Regions from separate parts of the Sus scrofa genome. Here region 2 is linked to region 1. A link is a contact called in public Hi-C data. All regions are on one chromosome and are shown on one strand. Each heading gives the region's core, a stretch centred on a gene start, on an enhancer-like site or on the middle of the called end of the contact. The rest is flanking DNA. Distances are from core to core; before and after follow the strand shown. Region 1 overlaps NEBL (nebulette). Region 2 overlaps NEBL (nebulette).

Region 1 (5,650 bases), core at 3,147-5,646:
GGGGTTGAATTGAAGCTGCAGCTGCCATCCACAGCCACAGCAATGCACGATCTGAGCCACGTCTGCAACCTACACCACAGCTTATAGCACTGCCAGATCCTTAGCCCACTGAAGGAGGCCAGGGATCAATCCTGCATCCTCATGGATACTAGTTGGGTTCATAACCCACTGAGCCACAGTGGGAACTCCAGGAAAACTTCCTGGATGAACACAGTAGCTGCACAGTTCAACCAACTTAAATAAACTAGTATCTGTGCTCGGGTTATGCTGTGCTGCCCTGGGTCTGCCCTTATAGGCCCTCGTAACTTACTTTGTATTCTTATGCCTTAAAGACTCTTTAAAGCTTTTATACCCAAAGGGGGTCTGACAGCCTCTGCTAAGTTAATGTTTCTTCTCATCGCTGGGATCCTCGGTCCATGAAGCAATCAACAAGAAAAGGGCACATCCCTCCTGCATTTCCCATAACTTTACCTTTTTAGATAAATGCATTTTTGAGTCCTTAGTGATGGTGACAGTATTTTCCCTTCTTCTGCTCGTTTGTTGGTGTAGGACCAAGCGAGCAGTGGACTGGGGTGAGGGGATGGCAGTTGCAGCATCAAACTATTTAATCCACTCTCTTTACACATTTTTTTTTTTTAACTTTTCTTGCGGGGAAACTTTCAAACTTATGAAAATTTAAAGCGCAGTATAAAAAATATTTCTTTTGCTCCTGAACCATTGAGAGTAAGTTGCGAGCCCAATGTCACATCAGCCCCAGCTATTTTAATATGGCTTTCTCATAAACCAGAGCATTCTCCTACATAGTCACAGTCAACCATCAAAATCAGGAAACTAATATTGATTTGTCCCTGTCATCTAATTCGCAGGCTCTAGTCACGTTTTGCCAGTTGTCCTGACAGCCTCCTTTGTTAGAGAGGCATCCATTATAGAGTCACGTGCATTTCCTTGCCATGTTTCTTTAGCTTCCTTCAACCAGGAAGAGTTCCTTAGCTGTTCAGTGACTTTTGAGGAGATTTTGAAGGTCAGCTGGTGTTCCTCAGCTTGAGCTGGGCTGATCCTTCCTCCTGATTATGTTCAGGTTAGGCGTTGGAGGAAGGGCATTCATGGGCACGGTGCTGTCGTCTTTTCATTGCCTCCTGCCAAGTGACACACATTTTTGATTTGTTCCATTACTGATGATGTTCAGTTAATCACCCCATGAAGGTTGTGTCTGCCAGCCTTCTCCACTGTAAAATTACTTTTTTCCCTTGTAATTAATACAAATTTTGTTGAGAGTCCTTTGAGACTAGATTCGGATCCTAGTCCTCGTAAGCTTTTAATTTCATTTATATACATATATATGTGTATGTATTTTGTCTTTTGTCTTTTTAGGGCCACACCCACGGCATGTGGAGGTTCCCAGGCTAGGGGTCTAATCGGAGCTACAGCTGCCAGCCTACACCACAGCCACAGCAACACCAGATCCGAGCCATGTCTGGTCTGTGACCTACACCACAGGTCGGATCCTTAGCCCCCTGAGCAAGGCCACAACCTCATCATTCCTAGTCAAGTTTGTTAACCACTGAGCCACGACGGGAACTCCCCCATTCATATATTTTTATCAGTAGACTTAAAACTTCCTGTTTCATTCTGTGGGTTATAATCCATCACTGTCATTATTTATTTTGATTCTTCAATGGTCCTACGCTTGGCTACTGTGACCCCCCCCCAAGCAAATTTCTGTGTCCTTTTGAACACATTTTGTCATTCTTTGGGCATCTCCTTAGTTTCTGACACATTAAGGTGTCCTAGCCTCATCTGATAGTTTCCCTGTCCATCCTTGGAATCAACTGTTTCTCCAAGGATCCCTGGTTCCTTTTAGGGAAGAATGGTATTTAGAAACCAAACATTAGAGTATTATGTACGCTTATTGCTCTTGGGGTGCTGTTGCTTCCAATTCCTCTTGGTTGTCAGGGCTAGGAATATATATATTTATATGTGAGTTAAAGATCATTAATTTCTGTATCTATCAATTCACACCAATATCTTCATTTCCAATGTTCTCCTTCTCCATATTTGTAACATCTTTCTCTGGTGTGAGAAGCCTGGATCCTGTCATCTTCTGTGTGTTTACTTAGTTAACATCCCTCCCCATATGCAGTAAGTCGCATATCACTGCTGCCGGCTGCCCCCTCCCTCACCTCCACCGAGGGAGGCACTGCCATCCTGTAGCAGGGCAATGCAGCTCTCCCCTGCCTTTAATGGTGGCCACATTGATTTTTAGGCTAGCTTAGGAAACAAATGGAAAGATTTCTTATCATTTGGTAGCATAACCCATGACTGCAGTTTTGCTGGGGTTGGTAGATGTGACAGTAAACTAATACTGGATCAAATTGTAAAGTAGCACAGACTAGAATGTTACTGTCTGGGCGAGCATCCTTTGTTGGAGAAGCCCTGCTGGGAGGTCGCATACTCGTGCCACTGAAGTTGCTATTGCTCAGGCAGGTTTAGAACACCTTCTGGGACTGCCTTTTTTTTTTTGGCTGCATCCGTGGCATATGGAAGTTCCCAGGCCAGGCATCAAATTAGAGCTGAAGCTGTGACCGAAACCACAGCTGTGTCAAAGAAGTCTATTTTATCATTATTCAAATCCTTAACCCACTGTGCTACAGTGGGAACTTGGGACTGCTTTTATAACTACTTTATAGGCCAGCCCAGAAACCCAGCCTTGTTAATCTCCTATTGTAGTTCTACTTTAAAACAATCAGAGCTGCTTAAACGTCATTGGGAAAATTATATTATTTTGATGACAACTGTTTATTTATATGCTTGTCTTCTTCCTTCTAGACTACGAGTCCCTTAAAAGTTGAAACTAACTTCATATTGCATAGTGCCCAATGCAGTATTTGTTGAATAGTTCAGTGAATGAATCTTATTTTTGATTCAGTTTTCTCCAGCTTAAGTACTAGATTTAGTTCCAAATGTCTCAAGTTCTTTCCAAAAATGAAATCCAACCTCAAAGTATGAACATTTACCACAGTTGTGAAGAATCAAAAGTATATGTTTCAGACCATGAAGGCAATATCGAAAGAGGAATTTTCACAGAGTTTTGATCAGTCTCAAGAATATATAAATAGTGTTTTAAAGCACCCATTTAGAAGGATGACATTCTTTTATTGTACATATGAGTGATGGTATTTGTTAAAAGATTAGCATCATTCTTTTATAGTCAGTCATATTTTATATGCATCATAAACTAAATGCTGATAGTAAGAGCACAGCCACCAGAAGTATCTCCTTGTGTTTTATCCTTCATTGGTGATGATTTATGATCTGAGCCACCTGCAACATCATATCATACCATTCTCATCACTAAAGAAAGTAATACATGTTGTTCAAGGCAATAATATAATAATTATTGATATAAAATACCCACATTCAGCTCCTCCCCTGAGGATTCTATTTTGTCATTGTTCAAGACTTCTGTCACATCCCCTATTATACAGAAAAGGAAAGATGAATGTAGAACAGAGGCAGAGCCTCCCCGAGGGGTTCAGAGAACAAAAAAATGATCACGTATCTCAGTGTATATTGCTTCTCCAAATGTTTGTATGACTGAAATCTTTAAAAAATTAACAACTTTGGCAATCTCTCTCTCTCTCTTTTTTTGTCTTTTTTAGGGCTACACCTGTGGCATATGGAGGTTCCAAGGTTAGGGGTCCAATCAGAACTGCAGCCACCAGCCTACACCACAGCCACAGTAACTGCAGGATCCTTAGCCCCCTGAGCAAGGCCAGGGATCACACCTGCATCTTCATGGATGCTAGTCAGGTTCACCAACTGCTGAGCAATGGCGGGAACTCCCAACATTGGCAATCTTGAAGGAAGAAAAAAAAGTTGAACAAATGGATGAATGTGCAGCTCAATGTGTATGTTCATGTGTTTGGGTGCGTGGGAAGTGGGTGAATGAAGAAGGTACCATAGACCTTCTTGAGGGGGTAGCTGCCCCACTTCAATCCTTAGATTTGGGGTAGCAGTTGATAGGCTTCTCTGTGTGTTTGCATCAGGAGCTCTTTTAGAGCTCCTGTTGTGTCACCCCACAAATTCTAACTCTGCCTGTCCCCGAGCAAGGAATTAACCCCCATGAACCTTCCTTTCCTGTTTCTAAATAGAATCACGCAGGTTCTTCATGCGTGATTTCATTTCTTAATGAAAGCCTTCACTGAATAAATCACATAAATGAAGGTCCATCAGAGTGGTGTTTTCCTTGCATTTTATATTGTATTAAAAAAAAAACCAAAACAGCCAAACTGCAAGATGGTACTGCTTCCTTTCCACCAACTCATTTTCTTTCCCAGTCCCAGCCCACGCGTCTCTTCACATGGCTGGTGCCCAGGATACTGTCTCAGATAGTCTTGCTCTATGGGACACACTGGCCAGAGTTCACGGGGAAGCTTTCATTCACAGAGGTAGGCTGAGAGAAGCACCTTGAAGGAAAGGTGGGATTTCTAGGCAGAAAAGCAAGAGAAGGTTCTAAGAGAAGGGCATTTACTCTAGAAGTTACCGTGTAGATTTGGGAGTGATAGGAATCAGACATTCTGATGTTTCTATTAAGGCTGTCAGGGCTTAATAAAGTTCCTCATGGAGCCAGAGCCACACAGGCTTATTATGGTTGGATCAAATGATACACCCATCCCCTGGATCAGGGAGCAAACTGGAATCAACAGTGCCACCAAGTGGCACCAGGCTAATCGGCAAGTGGGAACTCTAAGCAGCTTCTTCCAGTGCATTCTCCAGGTGTCTGTCTCTGTCTTTTTCTTTCCCTAAAAATAAGATCAAGTATATTTTCCTTGGCTGGATATAGAGAGAATGATCTGGAGATGAACCTTCCTCTGGCATGTTGCAAAGTATAGATAGACGATTTTTCTGTATTAAGCCATGGAAACTCTTGAAGGCCTGCCCAACTGAGCATGTCCTGGATGGAGATACCTTTGCATATGTGTATATAGGTCATTTATAAAAACAGAAGCGTGGGGCTGTGTGTGTTGGGATTTGAGAAATACGTCCAGGTCCGTTGACCAGGAATGAAGGTCCAGGATGATCAGTGTTACAGGCAATTCGAAACAGCATAGGCAATAAAAACAACTGTATTCAGGAAGGGAAACATTTACTATGCTCTGTGATCTTTTCTTTTTTTTATTTAGAGGATTTGCTTTTCTGATTGTGAAAGTGTTCATTGTAATTCGGAAGACTTGTTATTTTTTAAAAATCAATACATTTTAGTTGCTGTTAAACACTTTGTAACACACCATGTTAAGATTTTTCAGGCTATGCAGAAACCTACTTCATCCTTGCCCATTCTTCTATCATTAAGACAAGAATATATTTCTGCTTACGCTGCTGTGTTCATTTTTAGGTCTACTTTTAGATGCAAAATGTGAGATAAGCTTCCAGCCTTCATTGCTGCTTTTCCCATTACTTGTCTTTTTTTCCCCACCCATGGAACACATTTTCTATATCTGCCCTCCTTTCCACTCCTGGTTTCCAGAATGGTAACTAGGTTGATAGCCAGTGTTCTAGAGTCAGTCTCTCAGTGTCTCCAGCATGACCTTGACTCTGCAGTATTCATTTTACTTGGTATTTTGCCTGTGTGTAGTATTGTTTTCCGAAG
Region 2 (6,103 bases), core at 2,138-4,637, 65 kb after region 1:
TTATTTGGTCTTTTGCAAATGTTTGTTGGGTGTTTTTTTTATGTCATATACTAGGCTTTGTGCTGCACTAAGAACTAAGGTGTGTGTAGGTGTGTGTGTGTGTGTGTGTGTGTGTGTGTGTGTACAACTTAAGGATTGTTTGCAGCTGCATTTGACCTTGCTCTCCTCGTCTCCGTTGGGTTGTGGGTGTGTAAAATGGAGAGCTTAGGTGCTGCTCTCACAGTAATAAGAAAACAAGAATCTGGAGTAAGATCTTGACATTCCTTCTTTTGTTCCATTAAATGACCTGTTGCCTCATTCTCCAGCTTTTTCTCAGAAATGCTGTGACCTCTAGAGAGGATGTTACTGAAAGGATTTTAGAGAAAAAAGAAGCGTGAGGTGCTTCCTGCAGCTCAGTGTCTCTCAAAATTGTGGTTTCCTGCGTCACAGTTATTTGGTGAAAGTGTTGAAAATGCTCATTGGGGGCCTGGCCCCAGACCCACTAAGAGGGAGACCTAGAAACTGCATGACTAGTAAGCGCCCCTGTAATTCTTCTGCACGTTGATATTTGAGAGCCAGTTCCGTCAAATTTTGCTTCAAATGAGGAGCCCTCCTGGCTACGTTTCCCAGAATTTTCCCAAGATTTTTCCATATCCTTGAACTCCTCCTATTGCACATGGTTGTGGAAAGCTTAGATCTTTTGCCCCAGAGAACTTGGTCCACATGCACTGGTTTCTCACACAGCTGCTTCGCAGGATCGACCTTCGTCTGTCAGGCGAGATGCTTGCCGTCGTGTGCTGATGCCAGGCTTCTGAAAGTTCATGCCATTGCTCAGGATCCAAGGGAATATACAGAGGAGAAGGGATGCGTTAATTCAATTAAATGTTTAATTCAATGTTAAATTAGGTTTTCACTCAGCAGACAGTCACACAAATTTTTTTCTAATATAAAATAGCTTTTTATTTTTTTTTTTTTTTTTGCTTTTTTTCACTGGTGATGCCTGCATTTTAGAGGAGATTTTGTGAAGAGGAGCTTTTTCAGACAACATTGTCACCGCCAAACATACACAATTGAATTCTGAATGTAAAGAAACCAAGGTAGGTCAGGAAAAGGCTAGAATGGCTTGAAAAAAACCACCAATCTGATGGTCAAAGTCAAATGTCTTTAATATATCAGAGTCAGTATATACATACACATTCGAGAGAATTTCAGGTTACAGTGCCTTTTGTTGTTTGTAGCAACAGGAGTGAAACCAGAATTCGCACATATGATATGCATTTTTTTTTGTTTTTTGTTTTTTTGGAATTCTTGATTCTTTGGCCTACTTCTGGCTTATTTATAGATATTCATAATAGAATCAAGAACTGAAAGCGTTTGTCACATACCTAAGGTTTATCACCTTACACGGATTCTTCCTCAGTCCTTTTATCTAAAATGTCAAAGTAGCTGAAGCAAAGGGGACGTCGTATGCAAAGCAGACCTGAGCGACCCTTTTCCTACCTTCCTCATGTGATTGTACCTGTGTAGACAGTGACCTCAGTGCTCTTGTGATTAGAAAGGCCCTGTCTGAGAACCTTTTATCTCCACAGCAGGATGTATGCTGCCCGAGTCGATGCTGGAAACCCATGACTTCCCTCCTCAATCGATAATCATTGATTGAGTGGAGTTGGATTCAGAGCTCTGTCTCAGATACCGCGAGGGTAGAGTCATAGTTTCTGTCTTTGAAGCCTAATCGCATTCAGAAAGGAGTTCAGATGTGCCTGCTATGACATGGTTCCGTAACAAAAGCTTCTTTCAGCAACCCCCTGGGAAGCCAACCTAAGGAACTGACTGAAACTTTAAAGAAGTGGTGGGGAGGAGCTGGAGAGCAGGCACGTGGGAGGGCAGAGGGACAGGTGAACAGGAGCACGACGTGACGAAGGCGTGGGCTTCACCCCCAAAGCTGTCTCCGGCCGCAAGGGTGTGGGCCGTCAGTCAGGAGGAGAGTCTGTGCTCCGGAGGGTGAAGCTCTGGAAAGTAGTGATGAGGTCCCCAGTCAGGGGCGTGAACAAGCAGTTGAAAACTCATGGTCTAGGGACTTTATGAAATGCAAAGCTTGGAGAAATTAAAGACGTCCAGTGTGAGGAAGTGAAGAGGCTGGATCAGAATGGTGGCTGTGAAAAGAGGGAAGTAAAACTTAGAGTCACTTTGGGAGACCATTCGACTCTAGGGATAAGCTGGAAACATAATAAAGCCATAGAGTGAAAATATCTGTGCAGGTATTATCCTCGTCGAGGTGGGTTCGATCTGAGACATTTTAAATTAGAGAAGAAACTCTGACTAGTGGTGGGAAACAAACCTGATTAATCACCTTTTAAATCGTCTGTGGATTTATGATTTTAGAAGTTCATTTGTATAATAAAATACAAATATCATTGAAGAGATCTTTGACGTGGTATATATTCTACAGTTAGGATAATTTTGTAGGCTTTCATTTAGTAGGTGGTAAATAAAAGCTGGATGACTAAATTCTGGTGTTTATCTTGCCCAGTAATCTTCAGTTCTATAAGATTTTTTTTTTTTCCTGGCTAACACACAAAGCTCTGCTATAATTGTTTGGGAATAATTTTTTGTGACGCATGTTAGTAAGACTATTGTCAATTGCCATTTAAAGGAACAATGTTTCATCAACATAAAAAAAAATCTCCTTCCCACATCAGGAATATTTTCCTCTTGTTTAAAAAGTACCTACTTCTTTTTAGAAGTTGGCATTTACACTGAGCTAGTACTGCTTTTCTTCTGGAAAAGAAAAAAAAAATACACATAGAAAAACCCAACTAACCAAACAAATCACCTTGATTACTACCTACAGAGAAAAAGAGCTGCCTTTATTTTTCTCTTTTGTGCATGTTTTTAGATCAATCCATGTCTGAGAAATAGTTGTTAGGCAACTGTTTAGATATAGAGCCTGGGTACATCCAATTGCTAACTAACAGAGCAGGGAAACCGGTCCATGTTTTCTATTGGGAAACAAAGCCTATGACTATTAAAAAGAAAAAAAAAAAAAAAAAAAAAAAAGGCAGTGTTGAAAGAGTGTGTTCATTTGCCAAGGACCTTGAAGCTTCTCCAGTCTTCTGTCATGTGGGGTGCTGTTGGTCACTTCCTGATTACTGACAGTGGTGTTATTTTCCTGGGTTTTTGTTTCCCTGGAGTATCTCTGAGAAGACCGTATATTACACTGCAGATCATTTACTCTGGTAGACCATGAATTATGTCCCCCTCAGGACTTGGAAAAACTTTGGGAAGAACAATCCGTGGGCTGTGTTTCACTCTGCCGCTTCCTGGGCTCGCCCTGCTACACCGGCTCTGAGCACGTTCCCTGGAACGGGTGTGACTCGGGCGCCTGCTCGGCTCCGTTCGCGCCAGTCTTTCCTCGTGCCAAGTCCCTCTCCTCCCCCTGGAATGTGGCAGCCAGGCCGTGTCAGCTTTGGGGCAGCTGGCCGGCCCTGGTCGGGTAGGGGCTGGTGTCCAGCTCTGGCTTCACACTCGCTTTCTCCTGACAGCCGTCACCGCTCTGCCATCGTGCCTGTGACTCTCTGGAGGGCAAGTGGGACCTGTCCTTGCGGGCTCGCCACCTCTCGCCTGTGCTTCCTGTGCTTGTCCTCTGCCCTTGGCTCCCGACATGGACACGCAGGACTGTCTGACCACTGCCTTCCTCTCCCCTTCGTTGCACCCGCTTTCCCTTTGGTGGATCAGCTTCCTTCCAGGTCTTTGTCCGTCTCCTAAGGGGCCGAGCATCCAGAAAGCCTGGTGTCCCTGTGAAGCTGTTCCTTCCTTAGATCCATTCTGGGATATGACTTTCTTATTTCAAGAGCCTTTTTTTTTTTCTGCCTGCCGTAAGTATTTGACCTTTCCATCTCCACATATTCAGAGTTTAGATGAAAACAGATTCTAGAGCCACTTGATCTTTTTCTGCAGATATTTCACTCCCTCCTTTGCAAATGCTGATCTCTGGGTCACTTGTGTCCTTAGAAATGGCTTCTGCCTCTTCAGAGACCTGAGGTTGGCAGGAGGTCAGCGTCCTGCAACTCTTTGTAGACAGGGATGGCGATAGGCTTTGGCCAGAAAAAAAAATCGCTTTTGATGGAGGATGTGAGTAAAACCAGAATTTTCTATAGTGCAGCATCCAGCACTAAGTCAAACCACCTGCTTCAGTTGTAGCTCTGGGCCCCCTGTGTGGCCGCTCACAAGGGTCACGCTAGGGCTAAACCAACACTTCACAGCAGAATGATCGTAAATCTGTCATGGTGGCCACAGCACTCTTCGGTCCCCTCTGCCTAGTGGCCAGAGTCCCTTCTGGGTTAGAGATTCACCAATGGCAAGGATGGGGACGGCTGACATCGAAAATGTAACAATTCATGGCTGCAGTTAGAGCTTAATTTCCTTAAACCTTTCATCAGGGAAGGAAGCACTTTATAGTAAATGGCTGTATTGCCTGAAATCATCTGCCCGTGGAGTCTGCATTCTATTCCTTAGTCATTATGGTTTGCATCACATGATCTTTTCTCAAACATCAGCCTGGTGAACCAACGATGAAATTGCATTTCTTTGAATTAGAGTACGGATTATTATGGGAGAAAAAAGACATCGAAGGGGAAACGTTCATGTTTATGTTTGAATAAATGTGAAAGCTTAATGGCCTCAGAGGCAGTTAAAGTCGAGGTTGTAAGAGAACACGGGACGTGGGTACCTCATTGCTTTAGATGTGTCTCTGAATGAGTGCAGGCAACACACTCGCACTTTTCAAATCCCAGGTGTATAAATCCTGGACATATAATCGTTTGGTGTGTATTTATTGTGGAGGTTGGAAAACACAGCATCACTGATAGTTCTTATTTTTATCTCAAGGCTCTAACACACACGAGGCAATTGATCAATGACAGTTGAAATAAACTGGAAAAGTCTTTGCTCAGAGAGGGCCCCTGCTTTTTCTTGCTCCAACACACCTGGGTTCCTACATGGCTTTTGTATGGCTAAGAGACAGTTTTACACCTTTTTTTTTTTTTAGGGTCGCACCCAAGGCACATGGAGGTTCCCAGGCTAGGGGTTGAGTCGGAGCTGTAGCTGCTGGCCTACACCACACTGTAGCAACACCAGATCTGAGCTGTGTCTGTGACTTACCCCATAGCTCATGGCAATGCCAGATCCTTAACCCACCAAGCAAGGCCAGGGATTGAACCTGCGTTCTCATGGATACTAGTCAGATTCATCTCCTCTGCGCCACAACGAGAACTCCAAGGGAAGTTTCAGGATTGGGACCATTTTGGCGCTGCAGGTGGCAATGAACAGTTACAACAACAGCATGAGAAAGAGAGTCACTGATAGCTTGGGCTTGTTTATTCAGCTCTGACCCCAGGCCTTGCCTGACCTGAATATCCAGCTTGATCAGTGGTTGCAGGTAGCCAGCCTGGCCTTGCTGTCAGCTTCTGGACGCTGTTGTGAGTGTGACCCAGGTCCATCCTTGTCATTCTGCCATCTCACCTCAGCTGCCATCCTCCTTATGTGTATACTGGACAGATAAGAGTCACTTCATGAAAAATGAAGTGATCGAATTAAGTGACTTAATTAGGGCTAGTTATGGAATTGGGCTTTTCTAGGGTATCCGAGTTGACATGTTGCAGAGTGCTAGAAGCAAAGCCAGTTGGATTTGGAATGTAATCTGCAGAGAGATGGTATTATTGCTGTGTGCTTTATTATAATTTCTATTTTTCCTCACAGCCATCTGCTGTGTTATATATTTGTTTATTCTGATGTCAAGTATGAGACCTAGATAGAGCATTTTTATTACGCTACCGTTCCTCCTGCCTCTTCTAGCTGCACAGTTCTTGTAGCAGTCAGAGCCTGGGTTTCCAAATGCCCATATTGTCAGAGCTCCAGCAAGGATGGAAATCTTGCCTTTGTTTTCCCCGTAGATTCTAGATGAGTGAATGAGCGAGTGACTGGAGACAACATGAGATACTTGTGGGGGTGTACGGTGAGCCGGTCCCTGTGCCGAGGGCTTTTTGTAAGGTCTCGTTCAGGCTTCACAGTAGCTTCCTGAGGTCAGCAGGCCCATTCTCATTTTGCAGATGAGGAAGCTGTGGCT

What was found. A called contact is a pair of places that touch in the nucleus more often than the background predicts.
Region 2: a contact with region 1 is called in a Hi-C map of liver, with 5 times the contacts expected there. The contact joins two enhancer-like sites. A contact is called at or near these places in 3 of 47 Hi-C or Micro-C datasets (fetal heart ventricle, heart right ventricle and liver).

Annotation. Positions count from the first base shown.
Region 1 is chr10:53,677,240-53,682,889 of Sscrofa11.1, forward strand. All of the region lies in intron 2 of NEBL (nebulette), which reads left to right. Among named protein-coding and RNA genes, the nearest start is that of C10H10orf113, 32 kb to the left of the region's middle. Within about 2 kb of position 4,397, at least 5 of the 83 cell types and tissues checked have an H3K27ac peak or open chromatin away from gene starts, as enhancers often do. A contact at or near this core is called in liver, where this site is marked.
Region 2 is chr10:53,743,719-53,749,821 of Sscrofa11.1, forward strand. The region is part of intron 3 of NEBL (nebulette); the gene reads left to right. Among named protein-coding and RNA genes, the nearest start is that of C10H10orf113, 99 kb to the left of the region's middle. Within about 2 kb of position 3,388, at least 41 of the 83 cell types and tissues checked have an H3K27ac peak or open chromatin away from gene starts, as enhancers often do. A contact at or near this core is called in liver, where this site is marked.